2 separate regions of the Mus musculus genome follow, and region 1 is linked to region 2. A link is a contact called in public Hi-C data. All regions are on one chromosome and are shown on one strand. The core of a region is the stretch at or near the end of the contact, and the rest is flanking DNA. Distances in the headings are between cores, read along the strand shown. Region 1 holds the start of Insig2 (insulin induced gene 2). Region 2 has its middle 20 kb from the start of Gm34698.

Evidence for each region. Hi-C and Micro-C count contacts between places; a contact is called where the count stands out from the background.
Region 1: a contact with region 2 is called in a Hi-C map of muscle stem cells, with 3 times the contacts expected there. The contact joins the promoter of Insig2 here to the enhancer-like site in region 2. A contact is called at or near these places in 1 of 39 promoter capture datasets (the 3T3-L1 cell line), 1 of 484 Hi-C or Micro-C datasets (muscle stem cells) and 1 of 9 other capture datasets (liver).

Annotation. Positions count from the first base shown.
Region 1 is chr1:121,325,213-121,331,426 of GRCm38.p6, forward strand. Insig2 (insulin induced gene 2) reads right to left here and starts at 2,812. Exons shown (of 6, transcript NM_133748.2): 1 at 2,479-2,812.
Region 2 is chr1:121,010,252-121,016,739 of GRCm38.p6, forward strand. No RefSeq gene overlaps it. Among named protein-coding and RNA genes, the nearest start is that of Gm34698, 20 kb to the left of the region's middle. Within about 2 kb of position 4,075, at least 49 of the 459 cell types and tissues checked have an H3K27ac peak or open chromatin away from gene starts, as enhancers often do. A contact at or near this core is called in muscle stem cells, where this site is marked.

The DNA of each region.
Region 1 (6,214 bases), core at 1,562-4,061, 310 kb after region 2:
GTAACACATAGGAAACTTTTTTTTTTTTTTTTTTTTTTTTTTTTGGTTTTTTCGAGTCAGGGTTTCTCTGTATATCCCTGACTGTCCTGGAACTCACTTTGTAGACCAGGCTGGCCTCGAAGTCAGAAATCTGCCTGTCTCTGCCTCCCAAGTGCTGGGATTAAAGGCGTGCACCATCACCGCCCTGCAGGAAACTATTTTTAATGTCCTCATGAACTACTAACTCCAAAACAATGCTTTCTACAATTTAAGAGAACACTTGACAAGAGGACATGCAGTAAGTATTCTACCTTGAGCCCTGATCTACAGTTTCCATAAAGTGCATGAATGAACACAGAAAAACAGTTTGCATAGTTTAGCTACTAGATCAGTGACAAATTATCAAAGCTGAAAAAATACTACCCATGTGACTTAATAGTGATAATGGATTCATAGCATTGCTTTTAGATAGACGAGAGGCCTAAGTAATTCTAGAGCACAAGCAAATCAAAGTTTATGTTCACCATCAAGATCATGCTCTCAGGTAAGAAGCATTTGAGAAAGTATAGAAGTGAAATATAGGAACTTAAGACCTAGCTGGAATTTAGGCTTCTTCTGTTTTTTGGGTTTTTTGTTTGTTTGTTTTTTGTCTAGGTCGTTGACCTCAAACTCAATATATAATCAAGAATGACGGTGAACTTATGATATGATTCTCCTGCCTCTACTTCCCAAGCACTAGTATATCCATCACGCACCACCACACCTGGTAAATCAAGTAACTTAACCATTTAGTTGCAAGCAAACAGGATTATTCATTTTTCAATAACTAGTGTCACATTGGTAAGTTTGCATTCTCAGATGAATCTCTCTTCTGAGACTGGGTTAGATACATTAACAAATAAAAATGTTAAATTACTACCACCACCACCCTTTTTTTAACACATGCTGTGCTCATTAGAACGGCGTTCACAAAACAGAATACGCATCAGCAGGACAAAACCGCAATTCCATGACATGCTTTAACCCTCCTTAAATAAAAGCATACAGATATGACTCTCAAAAGGTGCGTTAGAAGCTCTAGGAAGAAAAAGTGCCGTTGCTCTTCTCTCCCCACATTAAAACCCAAACACAGAAACCATTAAGCAAGCAGCAGTCACACAGCGCACTGCTTTAAACAGAAAGCACAGAAAGCTTAGTCCTTAAAAAATGTTATCTACTGCTTGGTGATAATTTTCTACACACAATAAAAACAGTGTTTTTACTGAACTGTCCTTTATCTTTTCCTTTTCAGTATCTCTATCTAAAACACAATTATCCGTTTTTAAAGCATCAAATTTCCCCGAATACAAAACGACTCATAGATTGGTCATTTCATAATAGATGCGAGCTGAATACTATGAAAACAAGTAATATCAGCGGTTACAAATCCAGAAAAAACGATGGAGGAAGAAAACATCAGTCATTGTTTTTCCCCCGCAGGTCATTAATTAACAGGGGACACCCCTTTATTCATTTTCATTCAGTAGTTCACTGTCTGGGCCAAACCCCAAAGCTAGGGGGGAAGGGGGGGCAGAGAGGAAGCCCCGCATGGAAGCCTTGGTTTTTTTTTTTTGTTTTGTTTTGTTTTGTTTTGTTTTAATCCAGAACTGGAGACTGTCTTTCATTGCTGTGGTCACTGAAACCAGCCAACATAAGTGTCCCAACAGTCAACTCAATTTGCTCTTTCTCCAAGAATTTCCTCATCAATCCTACAAAACAGTAAACACTTCGGGGTATCTATTTCACCCAACGACATAGTTCACACTACCCGTGAACAACTTTTCACTTAAGTTTTAACTCCTTTCGTGTCCCTAAACGCCATCCTCAGCAAAGCACTGTTTTCCTTTACCAGCCGGCTCATCCCCAAAGAACGACGCTAAAGCCCCACTTACTATCACCAACCGACTTCTAGGCCCTGGCAACAACTGCTTGGCAGCACCCACTGATACATACCTAAAAGGTATTCACTTCCGATTCACAATCCCTACTCTTCAACTCAGGAGTCCTCTTATTTCGGTAGATTCTAAACTTCCTACGGTTATGTACCTAATTTCCATCCATCTCCCATACAAGCCTGAGTCTTCCTCCCAGACTACAAGGCACCGAGTCCGGGCAGGTGTACACTAGACAGCTGGCCCATCTCTGTCCCCAAACAGACCTCCAGGGTCGCCCTTTCCGCTGTCCTCCAGCCTTCTTCCACTCTGACAGTCTTCCACTGTCCAGGGACCTCGGCATCCCCCAAAGCCTGTCCCTCTATGAGCCCGCTGGTTTTTCCCTAGATCTCGCTGACCTCTCTCCAGGTAAGCCGGGGACCCCTCGCCCCAGCAGGCCCCACCTGCGGGTCCTGGATCCCCCAACACCAGCTAGGAGTGTTGCCAGCCTGCGACGTTAAAACATAAACAGCTCCTCTTCCCAAAAGCCACCGCCGTCCTCGAGCCGTCCCCGGCCAAATAAGCTCACCTGAGCTCTGCCCGGAGACCCCCAGTTCACCCCCGCCTCCGCCATCTTCAGGGACCGGCCCCCGACCTACTCCCCTCCCACAGCTCCGCCTGAGCCGCACTGCGCCTGCGCCGCCCGGCGGCTTCACGCTGACGGTAGGGGCAGAGGAGCTTCCGGTTGCCTCTGCGCGCACTGCCTCCGCTCTGCGGAGACGGGGCAAAAGGACTTCCGGTGTGCCGGGCACTCCGGGCTGGAAGGAGGTGGGGACCCTGTCTGGGAGGAGGAGAGGCTGCGAAATCAGCTGTTGTTGGTGCCCTCGGGAGTCAGAGGTTCTGGATGGGCATCTGGACTCTGTGGGCGGAGTGAGGGACTCGTGCGCGCACGCACGCGCAGCCCGAGACTCCACCCTCTGCGTGGGCCGCAGTTGCCAGCCGGGTGACAGGCTCCACGGTTGTCGCCTGCAACTTCTTCCCGCCTTGGAGTGTGCCTCAGTATCCTTTCTGAATACGGATTAAAGGCAGCTCTTTGCATCAGCTCTCGAGAGACTTGGGTCAAAGACCAAGCAACACAAAACCTTATCACCTCTGTTACTGTCAAAATTTGACTTAAAGCGCTTCCTTCTTGAGACAGGGTCACACAGTGTATGTAGCCTTAGCCGGTCTGAAGCTACCCAGGTAGACCAGGCAGACCTCGAGAGCTACTTGTCTCTGCTTCCTCAGTGCTAGGATCAGAAGTGTGCGCCACCACGCCCAGCTAAGACCTTCCTTTTAGAACTGGAAACCATAATTAAGAGAATGGATAGTGTGCACGTTGGAGATGGTGCAGATGAGCTGTTGTTTTGGATGGAAAATGGTACAGAGAAGTTTTGTTTTCTTTATTCCTTGAAGATTTTAAGGACTTGAAGTTCGAGTGGGGAAGTGGAGTGCGAATCCGGGAGATGTGTCAGGGAAGTGGGGAGTAAATATAAAAATGCATTGTATGAAGTCCTTAAGGACTCTTTTTTTTTTTTTTTAAAGAAAAATTTCATACATATACAATACGTTTTGATCATTTTTCCTGCCCACCACTACATTCCTCTACAGAGTGTTTTTAAAGGCTAATAAGTGGCTTGATTACCACCTCTGGGCTGTTCACTATATCATCTTTTGGGGAGCTTAGCCAAAAATATATTATGCTTGTGGTCTGATTGCATTGGTCTTAAGGAGAGTTTTGTAGGAACTATGGGCCTAAAGTAATTGCTATAATTTAGCAAGAGAATGTCATTTGGTTAAATGCCTTTGTTTTCATTTACTTTGAACTAACAATCAGATGCATCTTTAACAGTTTCTGATCATTTTATCAACACATTTATTTCTTAAAAATAAGAGAAACTAAACTTGGACCAAAAGACTCAGCATGTAATAATATGGCTTTTCATGTATTTCTAATGGTTTTTGTCTAGCTAATCTTAAATTTAATTCCTGCAGGTTTTTATGCATAGTAATTGAAAGCCTAGGCTAATTATGCTGCACAGATGAAGAGTTTTATAAGGAAAAATAAAAATACACATGGGATAACCCATATTATCCATGATATGATATTTTTGTCAACTTGGCAGGATTGAGAATCGCTATGGGAATACCTCTGGGTGTATGTCTGAGGGATGTTTCTAGAAACATTTCAGGAAAGAAGGAAGGAAGAAGCACATGGATGTGAGCAGCCCCAATGGGGTCAAGAGCTGAATAAAAAAGAGAAAGCTCACTGAGCATCAACACTCCTCTCAGTTTCCTGTTTCTTTCCTGTCTCTTCAGTCAGTGTGACCTCACTCTCGCCTCCATGCCTTAGCTATGGTGATGGCCTGTGTCCTTCCTTAATGGGAGCCAAAATAAACCCATCCTCCCTCAAGTCCTTTTGCCAAGCATTTGTTTTTCACAGCAACATGAAAATCCAGAACAAACTGATGTCAGGGTATGACTTAAGAGGGCGGTGAGATCATATTTATTTTGGCTTACTTTAAAGTTGGTTCTGTGCCATTGGACTGCTGGTGAAGACTTTTTGAAAGTTCAGTTGTGTCTCAGCACTGACTCCATATGTGAAGTCAGGTCCAATTGGTCCTTTTTTTCTAGGTTTTTCTTTTTATAGATATGAAGTAAAATAGTGAACCTGCTAATTTTTAAAGTCCTTTTAACCACTAGAAATATCAGTGATTTGATAGTTCTGCTGTTGCCCTGCCCCAATAATACTTCTTGTTTGTTCTTTCAATGAGAGAGACCATTGGGCAAATTAGAAAGAATAAACACTGCAGCTAAATATAAGCAAACATCCACAGAAGTCACTGGGCTGCTTTTACTTCCCTAAAAGCTTCATTTACTTCTACAAAGCAAAAAAAACAGTAAGAACTTTTGCTTCTTTGAGATTATAAAATGAATCATTTACAAGTTCATTTATCTCTTCTACAACTTCAACCTGAGCAGCTAGCAGACATCTTCAGCCTTAATGGTAATTATTGTATGTGGGCGGATACTTCAGTTAAGGTTCTGAGAACCTGGCACTTGGAAATCTTACTCAAATAAAAAGCATCGAGACAGTAAAACCAAAGAACATGGCAGGTTTTTCTATTCAATGACTGGAACCCCAAATTCTAAAACCTATCTTATCTTTCTTTTATGGTAGTGTTTGTTTGTTTGTTTGTGGTCATATTTGAGTCAAGAGCTCACCGTGTAGCAGGGGCTGACCTGAAATTCACTATGCAGGCTAGGCTGGCCTTGAACCTGTAGAGATCCTTCAGCCTCTGCCTCCTAAGTGCTGGGGTCACAGGGGTCATGTGTCTGTATCGCCAAAGCTGGAGGTTTTAATGTGAAATACTGCTTTTGTTTGGCCATAGCTTCTCTAATGCCAGGCTTATGGAAATCTGCCCTAGTATGGGGATATCAACCACTGTAGTAGAACCTTTAAGATATAGGCAGGGCCTAATAAACAGCAATTATGCAATCTGGGCTCCACTCATGAATGGGGTGATTAAAGACTGGTATGAGTGAATTCATTATTAGAGAGCAGGTTGTTATAAGAAGAGCAAGCCTCTTGCCTCTCGGCAAGCTCCTGCCCTCTTACACGTGTCTCCTCTATATTATCTACCATGTTGCCTCATAGGTAAAAGGCCCTCCCCAGGTTCAACCAGCCTGGCCAAGTGTCTTAGACTTTGACCTTCCAAAACTGTGAGCTAAGTAAAAATCTCCATAAAAAGGACCCAGTCCCAGATAGTTTATTATAGCAAGCATAACAAAACAGACTAACACAGATACATAACTTAAGGGGCCTAAAAGGAAATTTTGCCTCTTTAAGATTATTGGATGAATCATTTCTTAGTTCATTCATCGCTTCTACAACTGTAACCTGAGCAGCTACTAGACATCAAGCACTGGACCTTAAGAAGAAAGTAAATGGACAAATTGCGCTTACAGTCTAGTGAGAGAACCACAATAAATGGTTAAATTGATATGTAATAGCAATGTTAGTTATTTCTCTCATCGCTGTGATTAAATACCTGACAAGAAATGACTTGAGGGTAAATCAGTTTATTTTAGATCATGTCATAAGAAAGACTGCAGTCTGTCATGGTGGGAAAGTCAAGGGGATAGGCGCGTGAGTCTGCTGATCACATTGGAGAATGGACAGGAAATGTGACTTAACTACAAAGCCTCCAGGCTCAGCCCAGTGACCACATTTCTGCAGCAGGGCTCCACTACCTAATTACCACCAGGAGCTGGAAACAGTGTCC
Region 2 (6,488 bases), core at 2,825-5,324:
TTCATGGTAGCATGTTGAGTGTTGTGGTCTTTGCAGGTGTTGTGCAGGCAGCCATATTGTTGAGAGTTTGTCAGGTCCAGAAGGCATCATCTCATGGCAGTCTCCATTGTTCTCTGACTCTTCCACTGCTTTTGGTAAGTCTTAAGTGTAGAGGTTTTATTATAGATGTCCCATTTGGGGATCAGCACTTATTGTCTAGATTTTGACCAGTTGTGTATCTCTGAAACAATCTGATGCAAAAATAATCATATTTGACGAAGGACAAGAGCTACATTTTTCATGAGTATAAGGATCAGTATTTAGAAAGCAGCCATAAACTATATTAGCAACAGGGTAACAATATGTTTTCTTGTAGGGTCTATAGCCTCTCCAACTATAGATTCTGGGCTAGGTTTACAATTCTAGTCACTAAGTGCTCTTCTATTGAGTGAGCCTCAAATCCAACTGTTGGTTACCCCTGGGATATTAGTGCCACTAATGCACTAATGAGCCTATCTTGCTGGAGAGGTTATTGGTTGTGTTTGTTTGTTTATTTGTTTGTGGTAGTTCTCAGGATTTACACATGGATTGTACCATTAATAACTTTCTCCCTGGTAGTCAGAATAGCACCTTCTGACACTATAAGTGATAACCATGAGGGAGGGAGCTTCTAGGTCAATACCAGCTTGATTTCTCCAAGTCCTGTGACTAATGTATGTTCTTCTTCATCAACAAGGACTTGACATAACATCTGGCAAACAAACAAAGGCAATGACAACAGTTTGTATTGTTTGGGGTCCCTAGATCCCCATACCAACAGCTCAAAGGAAGTTATCTCCTGCCTGGCACTGGGCTTTTTCCTAGATAGTCTATAGCTTCTGGGTGATCATTATCCCTCAATGTGAAGTAACTCTCAGTAAATTAACACCTCCCCACTGTGCATGCGTGTGTGTGTGTGTGTGTGTGTGTGTGTGTGTGTATGTGTGTGTGTGTGTTAAAGAAATCTCATAACAGTAAGTTTTCAAGTATCTTTAGTATTATCTCTTCACTGCATCCTTTCTGCATTTCTTTCCCATTCCTCTCCATTCAATTTCTGTCCCCCACCATTTCCCCCTTCATACCTTCATTTTGAGTTTTTCTCCTTTAAGAATTAAACAAGTTACATCTGTCAATCACCTGCCCAGGAGACCACACCTCAGGAAGGCTGACCTATCCTATCGGAAGATATGCAATGGATATGGGAGGAATAATTATCCCCTTAATGAAATAATGTACTTATACCCCCCAGGAACCCTCCCTTAATCCAGTTGCTTGAAAATTAATGCTAAACTTGCCCTCTTTTCTGAATTTTAATTTAAAAAATTGTAAGGTTCCTTTTCCTTCTTTCTGTTCTCTCCCTCTCCCTCTCCCTCTCCCTCTCCCTCTCCCTCTCCCTCTCCCTCTCCCTCTCCCTCTCCCTCTCCCTCTCCCTCTCCCTCTCCCTCTCCCTCTCCCTCTCCCTCTCCCTCTCTCTCTCCCTCTCTCCCTCTCTCTCTCCCTCTCCCTCTCCCTCTCCCTCTCCCTCTCCCTCTCCCTCTCCCTCTCTCTCTCCCTCTCTCCCTCTCTCTCTCCCTCTCCCTCTCTCTCTCTCTCCCTCTCTCCCTCTCTCCCTCTCTCCCTCTCTCCCTCTCTCCCTCTCTCCCTCTCTCCCTCTCTCCCTCTCTCCCTCTCTCCCTCTCTCCCTCTCCTTTCAGATAGTAGCCAGACTCCTACATATACTTCCCTTCACACTCTGGGTCTTTTTGCTGTTTCTTTGAAGACCTTTCTCTCCCTGCATTTATATAGCTGCATTCTGACCTCCATGTCTAATTCAAAAAGTATGACTTTCTCTTGCTCTTCTCTATCATTTTCTCCCCAGGAGTTGCTGATATTTTCTGTTGTTTGCCTTCTCTGTGGCTCACTCTCTCTGTGGCTCACCCTCTCTGTGGCTCACTCTCTCTGTGGCTCACCCTCTCTGTGGCTCACCCTCTCTGTGGCTCACTCTCTGTGGCTCACCCTCTCTGTGGCTCACTCTCTCTGTGGCTCACTCTCTGTGGCTCACTCTCTCTGTGACTCACTCTGTGGCTCACTCTCTCTGTGGCTCACTCTCTCTGTTGTTTTTCTCTCTGTCATAAAATGGTACTAGAGCTTCCTTCTGAGCTTGCTTTTAATACTTTTAAATCAAAGACACTATGAGCTCACAAAAGAGAACCCAGGTTTCCTTGTAACAGGATTACCTGGGTGGCCACTAGTTCAATGGCTTCTCTCCTAATTGTTCCTCTTGCCCACCTACCAGAATTAAAACTCCCTAGGCTTTTGCACTGTGATTATTCTTTCCCTCAGTCCTGTCTCCACTACCAATAGCTCCCCCATTTCAGTAATGAAACACTGGTGCAGAGTTGATTTCTTCTGGAAGGAGACATTATGAGCAGAGAAATGTACCCTGACTGGTGTGGTGTCTGCAGAAGGTTGGATATGATTCAGTGGTCATGTTTTCAGAACGCTCCATCAATGACAGTTGGAAACATATGTTTTTTATAAATTTCTCATTCCCAAACAAAGACTGACAGTAAAGCCCAGGGCTTTGATATTTGTATAAGTTGTTAAGTGGTTCACTGGGGAAAGTACATTTCAATTAGCATGTCACTGCTAATCATGGCGGCTTCCAGAGAGACATTCTGATTAAGGTGGTTGTTGAACAATACATCAAAAGTTGGGGCTTACTAAAAAGCTGTTCCCTTCAAGGTTGCTCATGTCACCTGATGCCTGGCTGAATTTCCTGAGCTTTTATTTAAAATCAAATGAGACATTCAAAATCCCGCTTTAAACTGAATCAATTCAAAAAAACTCCTTCCACTTTAGTACCATAAATATTAGCCAAACCACTGGTAGGTGGAGCATACAGGACCAAGTGAGGTAAAGGGAGGCTATGATGAAAGACTAGGATGGTCTCAGCTTCTCTAGGGCCATCATCTGAAGTGGTCCATGATGTAAAAGATGTTGGTTATCAATTTATGTGGGCAAACACATGTACAATAATGTATACATGCATGTCTAAGTCAGATGTGTTGCCTTTCAGGTGTTTTCCTCAGTAGGTTTCCACCCTAGTTTTTGAGATGGGGTCTCTCGATAAACCTGAGTTTACTGATTTGTCTCAACTTGCCAGTTAGCAAGTCGTTCGAGTCCTCCTATCTATGTGCCAGATCTGGGTTGACAAACGTGCAGCCATGCCAGGCTTTTTAACATGGGTCCTGGCCCTTAAACTCAGGTCATCCTGTTTAGATGGCAAGCATTTAGTGACTGAGCCATTTCCCTAGCCCCCTACTATTTTCAAGCTATTTCTGATTGTGAGCTTTTGCAGAGGGTGGAGAAGTCATGATCTATGATCAAAACAAAGTGAAATAAACTTTTATTCTGCTGTGGACAAGGAAACTGCAACTCTACATGCTTCAAGCAAGAGGTTTTCTTCCTCAGAACTTCATCCCACTCATACTTTAGGCTGAGATTATGTTCATAAGCTGTAGATAAATTTACAATTCCTCACTCAACAGTCAGTCTTGCTGTGAGCTTTATGTACACGTGCAGGCACACACACACACACACACACACACACACACACACACACACACACACATTTTTTTCCTCTTTTATGTACTCTGCTGCCGCCGTTAGGACATTAAACGTTAGGAAGTTTTCTGCTGTGTTCTTTTTTCTTTTGTGTCCCTGTATCTTGTTAGCTCATACGGATGTCCTTAAGATTGACGGTACAATTTTGTGCAATTCAATCCAGGGGAACATTCCAATCTCTCCCAGCCTGAAAAGTCCGGGAAAGACAAGAACACCAAATTTGTTCCCCTTATCTACCCAATTTAGTAGCTATTTGTCACCGTCAATTAGTCAAGGGTGAAATAATTACCCGTGGCTTGAGTGAGAGAAGTGAAGTCTGATTGGCAGCAAGAGAAAAGAATAATCAGATCGTATGAGAAGGAAATATGAGATGAGTGGGTGGCGTGGTTGGAAGACCCAGGGCAGGCCTTCACCCAGAATACCTCTGAGTCACGGCTGCTGGTCTGCCCTTTGTGACTCATTCCTTCAGATGAGCCTGGCTTTCTTCCTGGAGCTATTTTTAAAGCATCTCAGGACCCAGACAGGTTAACAAAAATTCAGTCACTACACAGTATGTCTTCTTTTCATTTTAATTCTTATTTTATTTATTATTTGTGTGTGTGTGTGTGTGTGTGTGTGTGTGTGCGCACGCGCTTGCGCGTGCATGCACACAATGAGTGAGTGTGTATGTCTGTGAGTGTGGGTATTCATCTGCCATGGCATGTGTGTGGTCATTAGAAGATACTGCAGAACTTTAGGATGGTTCTCTCCACTCAGATCAAGAAAACACTTTAGAAGTATTCTGAGTGGCTTATCTCTGGTCTAGCCAAATTGACAAGCAAAATTAAGCATTATACAAGGTAAATATATATGTATATACACACATATATACACATATATGTATATATGTTTACATATATACACATATACACATATATACATATATATACGTGTATATATATATATACATATATATATATATATCATAGTAAGCACATCATTTGCACTCAGTGTAAAGGATTTTTTTTTTTTTGGCCTGGTCCTACCCCACTGTCAGTGAGGCTGCAGAGTCTTTCACTGGTGGGCTGGCTCTCGGTCCTCACAATCTTCCCAGTTCTTCTGAGGACCACTTTTAGCTTTACAAAGACAACCTGGTTCCTTGGGTTTATGACCTGTACCTTATTTCTCTCCCTGTCATTACAGGCATCTCATGTGTCCAAGCCCATCCAGCTCTTTCTGCTACTTGTCCTCATTATCTAGTCAAGAGCACATTTTTTTCTTTTACCTTTATAACCTCCATTTCACTTGACTTAACCCCCAAATTTACATATCATCAATGAAGGAGAGCAAGAGAGAGGAAAGCTGTACAGCAGAGAATAATATTACAAGACCAAGAAAGGAACTTTGGAACAGATGTGATGTCTCAGTGCTTAAGTGTGCCTTCTATGTAATCTTGAGGACTGGAGTTTGAACAGAAACACTCATGTGACAAGAAGGGTGTCCTGAAGACACTCTTTCCACATCAGAGACACATGTGCAAATAATCACACAAACACGTGTACATAGATAAAATAAATCTTTCCTTTTTATAAAAGAAATAAACAAACATTTACTGTGCTAAGATATCTCCCTAGTTTCATTTCTGTTGCCACAACAAAATGTCCTGATAAAAAACAACTTGCAGTAGAGAAGTGTTTATTCAGTTCACAGTTTATGGTAACCATCCATGCTGGCACAAGGACGTGCCCATGGCAGGAGCATGAAGCTGCCAGTTGAGTCCAAATGAATGGGTGCATGATTCTTTACTTGGTTCATTTCATGGTCCTTATATAATTCTGGACCCCTGCCTAAGAAGTAGTGTCACCCACAGTGGACTGAGTCTCTCCTTATTAATTACCATAATAAGACAGCATTCCCAAGACTTACCCACAGCCTAACCCATAGTAGACAATTCCTCATTGAGAGGCTTCCCAGGAGATTCTGGGCGGTGCCAGATTGACAAATACATCTACCTTCATCAAGACTAGACACTAAGATTTGAGAAATGGGTAAGAAGCATAGTGCTCACACTTTCCCACTGCTGCCCTGCTAGGAGTCTTGAATGGTTTCTTCTGAAGGCTTGATGCCCTAGTGAAGAAGAAAGCTAGGGTAGTGAGGAGGGAGTGGGGTTGGGGAGCACCTCATAGTAGTGGGGGTAAGGGGAGATGGGATAGAGGGTTTGCAGAGAGGAAACCGGGAAAGGGGATAACATTTGAAATATAAATAAATAAAATAACCAATTAAAAAAGGAACTTCAGGTGTGATTTAGGAATGGACTTTGAGCCGTATAATAAACCTGGGTAATATGGAAAAGTCTGGCTGATTTGTATAAATCCTCAAAATCAAAGAACTTGGTCAGTTAGATCAGCCTCTGAGTAGAAGAATCCACATGCCATTGGGGACACAGCACAATGTGCTCATTTCCTGTTTAGAGGCAAACTGTAGAAATAGGGGGTTTTTTTGTTTTGTTTTGTTTTGTTTTGTTTTGTCATCAACTGTGGCTAAGGGCTCAGTGGACCTAGGCACTTAGGTACAGTTAGAACTTCCTGACAGAGAAAGAACCGGGAGTTGGTCATCACAGACACATATTTCTCATATTTTGCTGACAATCAGGCCTATAAGAAAAAAATAGCTGGGGTGAGATCAATCAGGTGACAACCATGTCCTCCCAGTTCTGTGTCAAGGCTCTGCACTTCACCGTCCCACTCTGTTGGTCAGCATTCTGTCACTGTGACAAAATGCCTGAGGAAGCTCAACTTATTAGCCCAGAAACTTAATATATTGAGATATAAGATACAATTTGCAAAACACATGAAACTGAAGAAGAACGAAGACCAAAGTGTGGA